Linked DNA regions of Oryctolagus cuniculus: region 2 is linked to region 1. Evidence: chromatin contacts called from public Micro-C data. All regions are on one chromosome and are shown on one strand. The core of a region is the stretch at or near the end of the contact, and the rest is flanking DNA. Distances in the headings are between cores, read along the strand shown.

Region 1 (3,783 bases), core at 398-2,897:
AGGCTCGGGCTGGGAATTCAGGTTTTATTCCCAGCGTGGTGGGGAAGCCTTTGGTAGGTTTAAGGGGCGTGTGTGTGTCACGTGACCTGGTGCACATTCAGCAGATGTGACTGGCTGGTCAGAAGCAGGGTGGACTGCAGGGGGCCGAGTGGAGGCCAGGAGGAGAGTTAGGAGGCTCCCCCAGCCGGTGCCACAGGTGGTGTCCTTGGCAAGGATGGACTCCGAGGCAGGCTTGGAGGCAGGTGAAAGGACGGGCAGACGCAGGAATCCAGCCCACCCCCAGCAAAGACAGTCTACTGTCAACGACCCGCCTTGGGTGGGTCAGTGTTTACTTGCAGGAAGCTCAAAGGTGCTCGGCGAACAGCAGAGGTTAAATCAGTGCCTCCAGCGACCAGAGCTGGAAGAGGAGCCCAAGGAAGGGAGAGGCGCAGCGTTTGCCCGCAGGAGGCGGGCGGGCTGCGAGGGGCGCCGCCTGCCGCCACCCTAGCCCTGGGCCCGGGAGACGCTGCTCCTGGCTCACCCGGAGCTCGGAGTGGCGGACTCGGCGAGGCCCGCCCCGCGCTCCCTGACTCACTCCCGGGCGCCCGCCCTCGCCACTGACCCGGGGCCAATCCCTTAATGAGTCTACACCTCACGCTTCGCATCTGGCCGGGACAATTGCCTGGTGGAGTTTTTGACTCCCTGGGGGCAGAGCTCCCGTGTGCAAGCATTCAGGCTTCGGGTAGGGTCCCGAGGAGCCAGCCCCGAGCCCCGGGCCTCCCCGTGCACCCAGAGCGCGGGTGAAAGCCTGGGGCCCCGGCTTCTTGCGAATGCAGAGCGTCCCGGCAGCATGTCGTTCCGGAGACGCGCCCGCAAGGACACCTCTCTAGGAGTCGCAGAAACTTGCCTGAAAGGAAAAAGAGCAAACGGAGCCCAAGGCCAGGGGTCGGCCAGGGTACCCGCCGTTCTGGGAGGCCGGATGCTGGGGCTCTCGCGCCGGCCGCATCCGGCGACCCCGGGCATCGCGCCCCACCCGGAGCCAGAGCTCGCACCTGCCGCCCCCCCCCCCCCCCCCCGAGTTACCTGCCCCGGGAAGCCACAGTCCAGCCGGGACTCGAGCCGGGCGCATCCGGCGGAGCCCGGAGCCACCGCATTCCTAGGGGCGGGGTCCCCACCTAGAGGGGCGCGGGTCGCGTTCCCGGCGGAGAGGAGGAGACCGCCGGCGGCAAAGTGAAACCGAAGAGGGGGTAAAAGTTGCATTTAGCTTATTCCTCCCCACCCCCACGCCCCCTCATCGCGCCCCGACGTGGCTGACCGAGCTACGGGGCCCGCCCAGCCCTCGGAGCCCGACGGCCGCACCTTCCCGGCCCGCAGGGTGCCGCGGGCCCGAGGGCGGGAGCGGGGACCCTCCGCCCACGCGCGTGCCTCGGCCCACGCGCAGCCCGCCCGCGGCAGGAGAGCCTCGGGCTGACTGGCTGCAGACGTGGAGCGGCGGCGGGGGGAAGGGCGGCCGGGGCCAGGAGGCAGAGCGGAACCCCCAGGGCCACACGGGCGGGATGGGGTGACTTCCCCACGCCGGCCCGGCGCGAGGGGCGGGGCCGGCGGGCCGCCCGGGGCCACTTCGCGGCCGGAGGTGCGGCCTGAGGGGCGGCGCCGGCGGCGGGAGGCGGGAGTCGGGGGCCGAGGGGGAGTCACTTTAAAGGCTCTTTCCTACCCATAATGCTTTGTGGGGACGTTGACAAGTGGATCCAAGATGGCGTAGAAAGTAATGACAGGTAAGTCCTGACTTCCCCCTTCTCCGCTGCCGGGGCCGCTCCGCGGGCTGCCGGAGCCCTCCGCTGAGGGGACCGGACTCCTCTCGGGCGCCCCGGGCCCCGGGCGAGGCGGGCCCGGGGCCGGCCGGGGGCACGGGCGGCCCGCGGCGGGGCCTGGGAAGCGGGGCTCTTCGAGGCGAGGCCCGGACGCTGGGGCTGTTTACAGCTTCTTCCCCTCCTCGGTCCCCTTCCCCTCCGCTGGGGGCCGCGCCGCCCGGGGCTCAGGCCTAGGGGGCCGCCTTGCACGCCCCGGGCCGGGAGCCTGCGGGAGGCTTCTCCCGCCCGGGGCGCCGCGGGAGCAGGAGCCGAGCCTCCGTGCACGCTCCCCTCCTCCGGGTCGCGGCGGGCGGTGGGGAGCGTGCGGGCCTCCCACGCCCCGCTCGATCCCCCCTCGGGGCTCGGACTTCCCCGCGGCGGGGGCGCGCGCCCGAGGGTGGGCGTCTGGGAAAGTGGGTCAGGGGCGCGTCCCCACCTTCGCCCGCGCGGGGCTCCCGGCCTGAGGTTCACTTTCTAACCCCCCCCCCCGCTCCCCGCCCCCTCCTCGGAAACGCTCATTGGCCCCCCCAAGCTCATCAACACAAATAAAAACAGACTCTTCTTCCTGGAGATGCCCACAGGGGTCCCCTTCGGGCTGCAGCCTCACCTCGGAGGACTCTGCTCGCTCGCCCCCAGTTGTTTGTGCCGTCTACACCCTCGTGTTGTTTTTCCCCCCACTCCTGAGGCTCCTTCAGACAGGGCCGGAACCCAGGGTCTTCCTCTTCTGGCGTTGGAGCCTGCAGGTTTTGTTTGCAACTCAAGCATTGGCATCCACGCTTTTCAGGCAAACCATTATTATAATAAAAAGTACAACTCCAGATAGGGTGGATTCGGGGAGCAGGGGCGCCTTGGCTGGGTCTCTCTGAAACTCCTATTCGTGAGGTTTTGTTTTTTTCTTTCTTTTCTTCATCTCTCTCTCTCTTAAAGTTGTCAGTGCTGAAAATGATTTTATTGTTTTTGATTTCAAGAGCACTTTGTCATTTATTTTATCTCAGTGAAAGGAGATGTTTTCGTTTTCAGGTAAAAGAAACCCCTTTGAAAGCTGCTGCACCATTTCTGTAACTTCTTCTGTTTAGGTTGAGATGCCCTCACACGTAGGCTGAGACACTGTTTGCTGCTGATGTTGTCTATTGCTGGTGCTGTACAGACCTATTTTACTTTTCTGTTTGCCCCAGGAATCGGATGAAGTCATTGATCACTAATGAACTACAGTGCTGGTGAGATGTGTAAGGTGAGACTGCAGTTAAAAAGGAGTTCCCTGCTTTCCTTTTTAATTCTAATCACTCCACATGGGTAAGGCTGAAGCTAAGGAATTTGATGGATCCAGCTTTATGTTCCAAATATATCACTCCAGCCACTGGGTGTATGGATTGGGCTACATTTAGCCGGGTAAAATATGTCCAGGGGACTGGTCTCTCGGTGGCTCCAGCATGCTCTAACACACTGGAGCTCATCCCCAGCCAAGTGTTATTTGCAGCTCTCCTTGATCACTCTCTCCACCAAGGGTAATTATAGTTTGCCTCTTCAGATTTCCTTGTGTAACTTTAATTGGATGTCTTAATTTTATCTTTTACCGTCCACTACTTACTCTGCGTTGAGTATTAGCACGTGTGTGGGGTTTATGTGGCCACAGTCTGGGATACTTGTCAAGCACACCCTTTCCATGGGAAAGAATTATCCCAGGCAAGTCCACCACTCCAGCTTCTCTCTTCTAAAAAACGGAATAGGATTTGTGTCTCTAATAATTACTCTAAAGTAAAAGTGACAGTGTTGAGTTCTGTTTAGGGATGAGACTAGTTGGTCATCATTTTACGGTCACCCATGGTGTGTGAATTCCAAGTGTTGATTTATTTAATGGAACTTGGAATACTTTGGATTTAAAGGGCATTGATAGGGTGTTAGTATATGGTTAGTACTCTGCTAGGGAGAGGGAGATAAGTGGCTAATTTTGTGT
Region 2 (3,971 bases), core at 673-3,172, 54 kb before region 1:
TTCTTAATCCTTTAGTATCATACCTTGATCAGATATTATTTTGATCCTCATTTCCAACTTTATATTGCCAAAGGTTTTTTTTTTTCCTGAGAATAGATTTACCCTAAAAAAAAAAAATTTAAAGTTTCTAGAATATTTTCCAAGTGTAGTTTTCATCAGTTTTTTTTTTTTTTTTTTTTTCAGTAGGAACATGAGTGTTAACAGCAGTCTGAAATGCCCAGTTTGTAAGAAGTGTGAAGATACCTCAGAAACGTTCTTGTGCGGAGGGTGCGCGCTGAGGGGGCGGGAGAGCACGGCGCGGCCGTCATGGAGAGCCCCGGGGACTTCTGTGTCCGTGCCCACACCCGGAGCTGATGATCCTTACCTGGGCCTGCCTCCGGTACCGCGAGCTCTTGAAGAGAGGAGGGCTGGAGCGTGTGGCTGAAAGCTTAGCTTTGGCCTCGGGCAGCCTGGGTCCCAGTTCCAGCCCATATGGGTGAGCTTTGAACCAGCCGCTCCTCCTAGAGATAAAGGTTTAAAAACTGAAATAGAGGCCGGCATCATGGCATAGTGGGTTAAGGTGTGACACCGGCATCCAATATGAGTCCCAGCTGCTCTGCTTCCAATCCAGCTCCCTGCTAATGCACCTGGGAAAGCAGCGGAGAACAACCCTAGTGGTTGGGCCGCTGCACCCATGTAGGAGACTCTGGTGGAGCTCCTGGCTCCTGTCTGCTCCAGGTCCGGCCCTTTCAGCCATTTGGGGAGCGAACCAGCGAATGGAAAATTCTCCCTCCTCTCTTTTTCTCTCTCCCCTCCTTCTCTCTCTCTCACTATGCCTTTCAATTAAATAAATAAATTAGGTTAAAAAAAAAAAAAAAACCACGTTCATGCACAATTAAATTAAAAGGGAAGTTCAGAGGCGGGAGTTCAGCCTAGCAGTCCAGACCCCGGCATCCTACACTGGAGTCCCGGGCTCGGCATCCAGCCCCCTCTGCAGGCGCCAGCTTCCTGCTGACGTAGACCTCTGCAGGCAGCAGTGACGGCCCAGTGACTGGGTTCCTGCCGCGCACAGAAGCCCCTGCCTGGGCCCAGGCCCGTGCCCCGTTACAGTGGGCACGTGGGGAGAGCCGTCAGACAGGAGCCCGCGCCCCGTTACTGTGGGCACGCGGGGAGAGCCGTCGGATGGGATTCTCTGTCGCTCTTTCTCTGCCTCTCACATTTATAAAGTTCATTTTGGTACCAAAAAATGTGAAATCTGGCATGACTTTCATGCTGTGCATTTCCCACGAGCCTGTGGGGCTCAGCTTCCACTCCGCCCCTCAGGCCCTTCAGTGCAAGGGGCCCTTCTACCACTTTCCGTGTTTCTTGGGCTTTATTTCATGAACAACGTGCACCTCCCAGAGGGTCTCCCTCAAGACTGCAATGCTTGCTCCCGGGGGTGTTACTGGCTCACGCCTGACTTTGTCCTGGCCCATCCCCTGCCATTCTCCGTGACTGCCCTCAGTTGATGGGGAGCAGCTCCTGCCGCATGATGGGCTGATGGAGAATTCGAGAAGCCCTGGTCCTCCTGGGACCAGAGCTGGGACAGCTCTGAAGGCCATCCCGGCTCTAGAGAATTATGACAGCATCCCTTGCAGCCACGTCAGGGGCTCAGCTTCTCCCTTTTGCCAATGCTTCCTTCACTTGCCCACAGGTACGGGTCTCCCAGCAAGCCCCAGGAAGCTCCCTTTATGCAAACACCCAAGTCAGAGTCTGCATCTGGGGGACTTGGCCTATGACAGTTGGTGCTGGACGTGGTTCAAGAAAGCTGGCTCGACACTGGGATTGTGTAACCAGCTCACCCGCCAGCCAGCTGGCAGTGAGAAGCCCACACTAGTCATATGTGGAGCATGGACAGCCCCTGGCATAGGAAGGGACGTGGCTGTTTAACTGCTCACTGGTGGGAGGGAGTTCTGTGGGCACAGCTGAAGGAATTAAAGGGCTGTCTCTTGGGGCCCAATGGTGAGAGAAAGCCAAAGACTCCGAGTGATTAATCACCAGTTGGAGGTTAAATGTGAAAACGCTGGCAGCTTGTAAGGAGACTCATCTAGAGCGTTCACAGTTGGTTGGATCAGGCGTAGGCATTCCCAGTGCTGCAGCTCCGGAGGACTTCAACAGTTATCATCCCAACTGCTCTGGTATCCGAGAGGGGGACCCTCAGATAAGGGACGGGAACTCCTGGGGCTCCCCCTGAGCGCCTGGGCCTTAAAGGAGAGGCCCTCTCTTGAGGGCCCCCCGCCCTTGCCTGAGGGCGATATGCAGAGGTTCCTGCCTTGTAGGGCAACATGGGTCTCATGCAGGATCCACCTCCACCTCCCTCTTAACCACCAGACCAGCAACCACGGTTCAGTTACAAAATAACCTGGCTAGCGAGCCCCACCTGGGAAAGGACCAGACTCCACAGGGACTGCAGGCCCTGGCTAGCAAGAGCTAGGTGTGAGACGGGAGCCCAAGGGTGCTGCAACAGGGGTAGAAAGAAAGTCGGAGAAGGAAGAACTTCCGGACAGCAGCACTCTCCTGAGATACAGGGTTTAATACTGTAGCAAGGCCCCAAGAGATGATGCTAACGGGCTGCTAGGGTGGCTTTTAGAAGTTTGAAGGATGGATCCAGTGCTGTGGCTTAGTTGGCTAAGCCTCTACCTGTGGCGCAGGTATCCCCTATGGGCACCAGTCCATGTCCCGGCTGCTCCTCTTCCAATCCAGCTCTCTGCTGTGCCCTGGGAAAGCAGTACAAAATGGCACAAGTCCTCGGACCCCTGCACCCGCATGGGAGACCTGGAAGAAGCTCCTGGCTCCTGGCTTCGGATCAGCCCAGCTCCAGCTGTTGTGGCCACTGGGGAGTGAACCAGCGGATGGAAGACCTCTCTCTCTCTCTCTCTGTGTCTCTCCCTCTCTCTGTCTATAATTCTACCTTTCAAATAAATTGTTGAAGGAAGCAACAATCCACACCAAGTGAAGGAGAAATTCAAGAACCACGAGACAAAGGGCAGAAGAAGGATTCCGAGAGTCCCAGGAGGGAGCATGTGAGGACGCGCAGCAGATGGCTGGGCCCAGGACGGCCTGGGGGATGCTCCGTTCCATGCAGCAAGGGAGGCTGCAGCGACGGATACACCTGCTGCGCTCGGGAGCTCCCTGGTCAGGCTCTCCCCTCCAAGGAGACGAAATTGCAGAAGTGGGCCCCCTAGTGACAATGGGGATGAGAGGATCCCAGGATGACAGAGGCCAAGGCACTGAAACACAAGAAACAAGTCAGGGTCAAGTCAGACTGGTAGCAGAGGGAGCCTGACGCAGTGATGGAAGTGGTTAACCAGACCTGGCTTCCATAGGGGCAGGATAAGGGGGCGGTCAATAAGGTATCCATCTGTACAATCAGAAGACATTAAAGCACACCGATAAACAGCTGAGATTCCTTGCCCAGCCAGTTTCCAACCCTGACTGGAGAAGCTGAGTTGGAAGGGACCAGCACCACACAGCACGTATCAAAAGATGCCCCTGCTCCGTCCCCAAAGTGGACGTATGCCATCTGCTTGTGTGAGCTCACACATTCCCAGGACTGTTGGCCCCAGTGTCTGAGTTGATACCCTGAGACCCAAACCATTATCACACTTCTCCCCCACCCCATTAGAAGGGGTTAGCACGTGGAAGCAATGCAATCACAAAGTCTCAGTGTATCCGTGGGTCCCACCCCCTAATACATCATGTACATGGACCTCCTGAGCCATGGCAAACCCCCACGGTAGCCCCCTGCCTGTGATGTGGCTGTTCTAGCTGTGAGGCCACGCAGGATCTCTGCTAAGCAAAACTAACAGGGTGGCAGGCACATGGAGTGCTCTGCTGCATTCTCAGAACCGAGTCAGGCGCACTTGGGACGGGGCGGACAACGACACGCGATTACACTGCTGGCCCCAGCTGTATTAGCTGTCCCACCTTTGCTGGACACAGCCTGAAGGTAA

What was found. Hi-C and Micro-C count contacts between places; a contact is called where the count stands out from the background.
Region 2: a Micro-C map of ear pinna shows a contact between it and region 1, with 2.1 times the contacts expected there. The contact joins the enhancer-like site here to the promoter of HELZ in region 1. A contact is called at or near these places in 2 of 6 Hi-C or Micro-C datasets (ear pinna and skin fibroblasts).

Annotation. Positions count from the first base shown.
Region 1 is chr17:13,344,750-13,348,532 of mOryCun1.1, reverse strand. It overlaps HELZ (helicase with zinc finger), which reads left to right and starts at 1,647. Exons shown (of 32, transcript XM_051825840.2): 1 at 1,647-1,754; 2 at 3,005-3,060. It overlaps LOC138846037 (a long non-coding RNA gene), which reads right to left and starts at 472. Exons shown (of 3, transcript XR_011383415.1): 1 at 333-472.
Region 2 is chr17:13,398,967-13,402,937 of mOryCun1.1, reverse strand. LOC138846041 (a long non-coding RNA gene) reads left to right here. Exons shown (of 2, transcript XR_011383419.1): 2 at 184-858. Among named protein-coding and RNA genes, the nearest start is that of PSMD12, 35 kb to the left of the region's middle. Within about 2 kb of position 1,922, at least 3 of the 8 cell types and tissues checked have an H3K27ac peak or open chromatin away from gene starts, as enhancers often do. A contact at or near this core is called in ear pinna, where this site is marked.